2 separate regions of the Hordeum vulgare genome follow, and region 1 is linked to region 2. Evidence: chromatin contacts called from public Hi-C data. All regions are on one chromosome and are shown on one strand. The core of a region is the stretch at or near the end of the contact, and the rest is flanking DNA. Distances in the headings are between cores, read along the strand shown. Region 1 holds the start of LOC123439476 (putative transcription factor bHLH041). Region 2 has its middle 19 kb from the start of LOC123442882.

Region 1 (4,313 bases), core at 1,604-4,103, 88 kb after region 2:
ATCCTCCGTTATTCGTCCGTCAACTCTTGTCACCTCGACTCCGAACAGTAGAATTGTCCATGCATCATTCATGGCCATGCATGCTTTCAGCCTCCCAGTCACAGCGATAGTAAGGCGATTAAATTAGTCATACTACTACTATTTGTACTTTGTTGTTCTGACGGCACTGTATGCGTCCGTCGGCGGTGGGTGGTTAGCCAACGGCGGTCTCCTGACGAGCCGGCCATTGGATAGAGCAGCAGCTTAATCATTCAGCGTGCCGAGACCGGCCGGCCGGCGGCGTCGCCACGGCGGTCGGCGCCTGTGCGTACTGCGATGGCCTTCGCCACGGCTTCCCTGACCGCCTCCTCCTCCCACTTTGCGCCGGATGCTGACTGCAACGACCACACCGTGCATGATATATATCAGTTGAATGTTCCAGTCTATGCAGAAATTTAAAAGAGTATGACGCCAGCATATGGGTTTTACTTTTTCTTCGTGTAGCAAGAATCTAGCTAGGTGCGGTCAACCGAGAGATTCCATTGGCAAATCTCAGGCAACCTGGTACACACACGACTACTACCTACCTTAGGTTAGCCTAAGCTAGCTTACTACTCCCTCCGTTCCTAAATATAACGCCTTGTACAGATTACATTATGGACTACATACAAATGTATATAGACATATTTTAAAGTGTAGATTCACTCATTTTGTTTCGTATGTAGTCTATAGTAAAATCTCTACAAGATCTTATATTTATAAACGGAGGGAGTAGTACTGTTCACGTCTGCACGCACGCTTAGGGTTTCGGCCGGAGTGTTGAAATGAAGCCAATACCATTACTGAATTGTGATGAGTAAAACCAATAGCATAATGTGATCAAATTACTAAATTGTACTGCATTAGGCTAGTATTCTACTACTTTTACTACTAATTAATGCATGCTCTCAATTCATCATTTGGTTGATTATATATGCATCCAATTTTATTTTATTTCGAACTGAGGGTCCAATCAAAATAAGCATACTGTGAAGAAGAGAAGAAGAAAAAGTGAAGAGTATTACTTTGAGCTGCATCGTCAGGAATGCTCCAGTAAGGCCGTTGCCGCCGTCGCCGTCACTGGTGCTCATCGCCACCAGGCTGACGTCGTCTTCCCCCATCTGATCCTTGAGGCACTGGAGCGTCCTGAGCACCACGTCCGTCGTGTTGCCGTGCGCCGGCCTCGCCGCTATCTTCACCGTGCAGACCTCACTCGTAGCCGTCCCATCTTCCTGATCATCCGTCGCGGCGGCTCTAATTATTTGGACCTCGATCCTCTCCGCGTCGTCTTCGACCAAAGAGCCGCCGGCACACCGGGCCAGCTGCGCCTGGAGCTCCTGGTTCTTCTCCTCGAGGTCGCAGATCTTGGACTTGAGGGAGTTCACGTACTCCCTCGCGGTGATCAGTATCGACGTCTTGTCTTTCTGTAAAGCGAGACAGATGATCATCAGCTTAGTCAAAGGACGTGCTACTGCCGTGCCTAGTGCTCTCCTCGGAGAAATGTGCATGTATCAAAATTATGGGTACGTACCTTGGAGCCGGGAGGAAGGACGGTCTTGAGAGCCTGGAAGCTGTCGTTGAGCTTCTCCCGGCGCTTGCGCTCGGAGATCATGTGCTGCAGCTGGTTCACCGACGACAGCTCTGCCTCAGCCGACGCTTGCTGGAAGTGGTGCTGCTGATGGCTGTACCTCATCGCCGTTTGCATCTTGACTAGTACGGACATGGACCTCTTGAACATCTTCTGCCCGCATGCCGGCTTCGGCCTCCGCCTCGCGCCGAGGTGCCGCGCGTAGCGGCTGAACGCGCTTGGCGGCATCACGCCAGGAGCCATTGCGGCCGTGTCGTGGAAGTTCAGGGCGTGCTGGTGGTGGTCGTCGTCATAGGGGAGCACCAACGGCGGTACATGAGAGGAGACCTCGGGGAACTGCAGGCCGGCGGCGGGCAGGGCGTTCGCCGAGGAGATCTCCGGGCTGCAAGAGAGCGAGGCGGAACGGAACGAGGAGGAGGTGGATGACGAGGAGGGGAAGCTGCAGCCACCGGCGTGGTGCGAGTGGGGGAATTCGAATTCGTCTAGGACGGACTGCTGCATGCCCACGGCGGCCCTGTCGCCGGCAGGGAGGATGTACGCAGCTGGCTCGTCTTCCATGTTCATCTGCATGCTGATCTGCAGGTGCGCGCGTGCCAAGATCAGTTCGATGTTATCATCAGAGGAAGTTGAAGTGTTCATAACGTCATATGCATCGATCAATCAACCAATCAATCAATGGAGGCTTGCCTGGTTGAGGTGGTGCTGAATCTGCGCGCCGACGAGCAGCTCGTGACGCTCCTCCTCCTCCTTCCTGCTGTACAGCCCTTCAGGGGCGACGCAGCTGCATGCAGTCGATCCATCAGACAGATATCCCAGGTGGCTAGTAATTGTCTATGCACTTAACTAACTAGAACCAAAACTAATCATGGATTGTCCCAACAAACTTGCAGCAGTGATGCTATTCAAAGGATCGCCGTGCTTGAGATCCATCAACAGGTAGATGGAAATCTTTGCGCGATGAACCGAAACCGATCGAGGTAGGACGCATAATGCACACACCTGGCGGCGTAACCGCACATCAAGCCGCTGTTACCGCCGGCGGCACCGCTGTTTGCGCCGTAGTGGATCCAGCTGCTGCTATCCATGGATTCCGGGCGGCCAGGTGATGCTCGATCACTTTGGTCTAAACGCCGTAGGTTCGATCGGTCGAGTCTCAGTTCATCGACGGAAATGGGACCGTGCGTATATATGTGCACGTGTAGATATATAGTAGCTTAGTAGCAAGCCGTACACGAGGAAGCTAATGTGTGGGGTTCTGCTGGCGGTGCGAGCGTGCATATATAGCAGGCGGCCGGAGCAATGGCGACTTGGGGGAACAGGAGATGGGGGCACGTGCCATCTACACGATGTCGACGAACTTACAAGATCGATGATGAGAGAGAGACCTTAGTGATGGAGGACTTTAGAAAGTCCACGGTCCACCGTTGGCCGGAAAATCTGAAATATGGCACCTTTCGATCCATCCACGAACGAGGCGTGGGGCCGGACGGGCTTAATAAAGATGATATTATGTGCATGCATGCATGGAACTTAAACCTTTTGAACACCTCTTTGGACCGGTATACACACAGCACATGGGGTAACTTCGCAGATGCTTCAGCATGGTTGTGTATGGTCCTCGGAAGAAAAGAGGGGTAACATGATTGTATGCATGTGAGACACTTAATTATGGTCAACAAGAAAAAACGTCATAGTTACGTCCTTTGAAGTTGACTTCTTTAGTTCCGCACGATTGCATACTGAGTGGATATCAAATCTTGCAGTTCATCTTTATTTCGACGCATTTCAGATCATCGAGTAATTGATTCATGTTAAGTACTCTTTCCGCTCAAAAACACTTGACGTGGTTTTAGTTCAAAACATATAATATACATGACATGGTTTTATTTTAAAACGGAAAGAGCACTATCAGCATCTTATAACATCTCCAATAGACACGCGAAATTTACGACGCGTTGGAAAAAACACCAGTTGGCGTAGAAGAGCCGCACGGCACGTGGAAAGTTGATGCGTGAAATAAATTGACCCGCGCACGGGGAAAAGCGGCACCACGCGTGGAAGTTTTGTCGTGCCATGCCCAACTCGCTGAGTTAAAATCCGCGCGCCTGCGCCCGCCAACCGCTAGGAACTTCCCTCCCGTTGCGCCTTCTCCCCCCGTCTCTTCTAGGGCCCCGTAGTCGCCACGTCTCCCCCTCCATCTCTTCCAGTGCCTCGCCATCGCCGCACCTTCTTCCCTCGCCTCTTCCAGCGCCACTCCCTCCCCCTCCATCACGCCCCCCTCTTCCAGCGCCCCGATGTCGTCGCGCCTTCTCCCCTCATCGGTTCCAGCGCCCCGCCATGCTACCATGCCCCCGGAGCAACTCGGGATAACGCGGCATTCGCCTCCGCCGCTCAGGCGTGTATTACGCGGAGATCCGCTCTGGCGATGCACGTCTCGTGCTCGGAACATTTGACATCGCCCGCGCGTACGACGTGGCGGCATGTCGCCTTGGACGGCCTCGATCGCAAGTGAATTTCTTCACGTGCAGACGCACGAGCGGGCGTAGAATCCCGTGCATGCCCCACGACTAATCAGCAACGAGGATCGCCGCCTTCAGCGGAAGCAGGAGCACCGCCTCCTCATCACCGAGGCGGGCGAGTATGCAATGGCGGTGTTGTTGGAAATATGCCCTAGAGGCAATAATAAATTGGTTATTATTATATTTCC
Region 2 (3,762 bases), core at 744-3,243:
TGAATATTTCTTAATATACAATAAAATTTCAGTAATATACATTACGGTATTTAAATACACATTGAACATTTATATAATATATGCGGAGCAATATTTAAATACACATTAAACCTCTTTTTTTCATATATACTGAACAATATTTAAATACACATTGAACATTTTTTAGGCAAACGCTACACTGAACATTTTTAACTATGCATGAACACTTAAAAATACATTATACGTTTTCTTAATATGCGGAGAGTTTTTTAGAATGTATGATAAACATTCTATTAATACACACATAAACTCTTTGTATAAATAAACAATGAAGCAGACCCATTTTTTTTCACTATCTTCTTCAATATCTTTGTTCACTTAATACGATGATGCGATGATGTTACGCTGACTCATGAAACGGACCCAAATTTTTTTCACACGCCCTACTGGTCATCACAAGGCGGCACATCATTGTTTTTTGAATTTCTGACATTCTATGCATTTTTTATGATTTCAAATGCGAAAACATAGAAAAACAGTTGTCGAGCGTGACGCAACGTGCGTTTAATAAATATATGCATGTATATCATGTGAATCCACGGATGGCGGTAAGCACGGAAAAAATGTTATAATGCGATGATGTTACTCCGACTCATGAAATGGATTCAATTTTTTTTCACATGCCCTAATGATCATCAGAAGGAGACACGCCAAATTGTTTTAATTTCCGACATTCCGCACATTTTCTACAGTTTTCGATGCGAAAACATGGAAAAACCGTTGTCGGACGTGACATAATGTGCGTTTAGTATCCGATTTCATTTAAATTTTGCGTTGGTCATTTGTACGTTCATTCTCACTTGCTGGCAAAAGTTGAATCAATTTGATAAACGTATGCATGTACATTATGTGAAACACATGGATGTCGGTACAGACGAAAGGGGTGTTATAATGTGATGATGTTACTCAGAGTCATGAAAACGGATCCAATTTTAGTTTGTGCACAATTTTAGAATTAAAAATAAGTATGAAATTTTTAAAAATTTCTGCACATTTTGCAAAGTTGTTAACAACTTCCCAACAATTTAGGTTTTAGGGTTTACAATACCAAAATTATAGTGTAAGTAATAGTTCATCAATTTTCAAAATAATGCGATGATGTTTTTTCAACTCATGAAACCGATCAATTTTTTTTTCACACGTCGTAACGATCATCACAAGGAGGCATGCCAAATGTTTTAAATTTCTGATATTTTATGCATTTTCTATGATTTTCCATGCGAAAAGACGAAAAAACGTTTGTCAGACGTGTCACAACGTGTGCTTGTTTAAAAAGCTAACGCATTTAGAAAGTAAAAGAAAATAAAAAAAGGAAAAGGAAAAAATAAATAGAAAAAGGAAACAAAACAAAGAATACTGTGTTTCCGGTGTTGTTTATTAGATTAAAAAACATGTGCAACACATGTTGTCTTGTTGACCAGTTGGTTAGTGCAGCTTTGATAATATCAAAAGGTGTATGGTTTGAATCTTGCTACTCGCATTCTTTTTTGACTATTTAAAAAATAGAGAAAACATGAACAAGCCTCAGTATTTGTGCATATGAAAAAAAAATACAGCGTATACGTAAATATGACCATCCTACCTTTTATTATGAAGAGGTATCGATCCTGTGGTGAAAGGTGATTAGCCTCCACTACTTGCAGTTACCGATTATTAGTCTCTGCATTCTCTTGGCCGGGCAGTCAATATTCCTATATATTCTACACAGAATGGATGCATGCGATGAAGAGTCTTGGTCAAGCCTAGCGTATCTTATCCATCCATGTGATGAGTATTAGTGTAGGAGAAAAGTATTTCCCACCCAGCTGAGAAGGCAGGATTTCCGGTCCCAGACATGAACTTTTCTTTTTCCTCTCGAAAGATAACATAAAATAAAGGGCATGCATGCATTTCCTTTGATCGCTCGGTTGTACTGTAATGTACTTACTTGTCAGCTGATGCTTTTTTTCATAAATAAAGAAAAAGCTGATGGTTTTTTTAAACAGGTGTTGGTGCTCTTGTGGCAGGCTGCTCAGTTGTCATTGTCAGGGTGGATTTTATCCGTACTTTTAGGCATTATTAAGAACGTTTGATGAAGCTGACGTTGGATGGTTCACGGGTATCATCATTTTTTTCAGTTTGTTCCTATCGTTGGGAACGGTTGATAAAGCAAGTCAAAACTGCACAGGTAGGTCAATGTATGCTTGTGTATATATGTTGGAGCAACTCTAGCAGTTGTCAAAAGTTGTATGTGCTGGAGGCCGACGTTTGGCCTATGGGTGTATCTACACCACATATGTAAAAAAAAAGTAATTCAATAATTTCTTAAAAAAACTGAAAATATTTTTGAAATAAACATGACCTTTTGTTGTACTTGTGAAGAAAATTTCACAAAAAGAAAAAAAAAACCTTGACTTTTTTTCTTCAAATAAGACAAAATTTCATTCAAAAAATGTGAATTTATTTGCCATAAAGTCAACGCTATGTTTTTTCATAAAAATTTATATTCTAGTACAAAAGAAAGTCAAGTTTGTATGTGCTTCATAATTTTTGAAGGTTGTCAGGTCTGCGTAAACACCAAACCACAACCTTCATTTTTTATTTGATTGTTTTCTTATTTGGTTGAAAATGTCTTGTTTCAATTTTGGTCATTCAAACAATGAATAAAACTAGATATATCATTAAACGCCATTTGCAAAATACTAAACATACATAATGTCATTATTCAACATTGCTAGCTATGTAGTACTCCGTCCGTCCTAAAATAAATGATCCAACTTTATACTAATCTCTTCCTAATAATAAAGCATGGAGTGCTTCTGTTGTCTGTCGTGGTCGTTTTGCAGAAAACCCCCTAGAATTTCCTGAAATCAACCCACAGTCCGGATTTAAATGAAAAACGAATCGTTTTTTTATGTTTATAGGAAACCCCCTCTGATTCTCCGAAATCAAACCCGCAGTACATAATTTAGTGAGAGAACGAATAGCTTTTTGGAATTTTTGTAGAAACATCCTTCAATTTTCATAAAATAAACCCGCAGTACATACTTGAGTAAAAAAACAATCGTTTCCGTATGTTTTTGAAAAGACCCCTACAATTTTAATTAATTAATCTGTAGTTCAATTATAAGTGCAAAATACTTTAAAAAATCATATCTTTTAAACGGTAACTCAAATTTTACATTATTATATATGAAATTTTATTAGAAAAATATGTAGAATCTGGATATAATGTTAGTTTATCTATTTATTTATTTAAAATTCTGTTTGTAATGTAATTTTAATCAATAGTGATGCGCACAATCTAAATATAATGCTATTTTCTCTATTTAACAATTTTAAAATTATATTTATGCTGTAATTTTAATCAATAGCGTACAATCCATTTTTTCATAACGAGGCCGATGCATGTTGTTAATGAATCCGCGGTCCAATTATAATTAACAAATATTTTAAAAAATTATATCTTTTAAAGTGTAACTCTAAAAAATGTGTTGAATCGAAATATAATGTATCTTACCTATTTAATTTTTTAAATTTTTATTTATAATGTAATTTGAATCTATAGTGATGCGTACAATCTAAATATGATGTTATTTTACTTATTTAAGAATTTTTAAATTCTATTTATGCAGTAAGTTTAAAATAAGGTCTCAAGTCATGATTATTAGGTTAAGACGTGTTGTATGGTTTGCTACCGTTGCAACGCACGAGTTCTTTTGCTAGTTTTATATTAAAGTTAGT

The links. A called contact is a pair of places that touch in the nucleus more often than the background predicts.
Region 1: a contact with region 2 is called in a Hi-C map of leaf, with 1.9 times the contacts expected there. The contact joins the promoter of LOC123439476 here to the enhancer-like site in region 2. A contact is called at or near these places in 2 of 6 Hi-C or Micro-C datasets (both in leaf).

The regions. Positions count from the first base shown.
Region 1 is chr3H:41,392,629-41,396,941 of MorexV3_pseudomolecules_assembly, forward strand. LOC123439476 (putative transcription factor bHLH041) reads right to left here and starts at 2,854. Exons shown (of 5, transcript XM_045116188.1): 1 at 2,606-2,854; 2 at 2,294-2,387; 3 at 1,550-2,182; 4 at 1,044-1,442; 5 at 1-374. The coding sequence starts at 2,691. The coding sequence ends at 252.
Region 2 is chr3H:41,305,853-41,309,614 of MorexV3_pseudomolecules_assembly, forward strand. No RefSeq gene overlaps it. Among protein-coding and RNA genes, the nearest start is that of LOC123442882, 19 kb to the left of the region's middle. Within about 2 kb of position 1,994, at least 1 of the 3 cell types and tissues checked has open chromatin away from gene starts, as enhancers often do. A contact at or near this core is called in leaf, where this site is marked.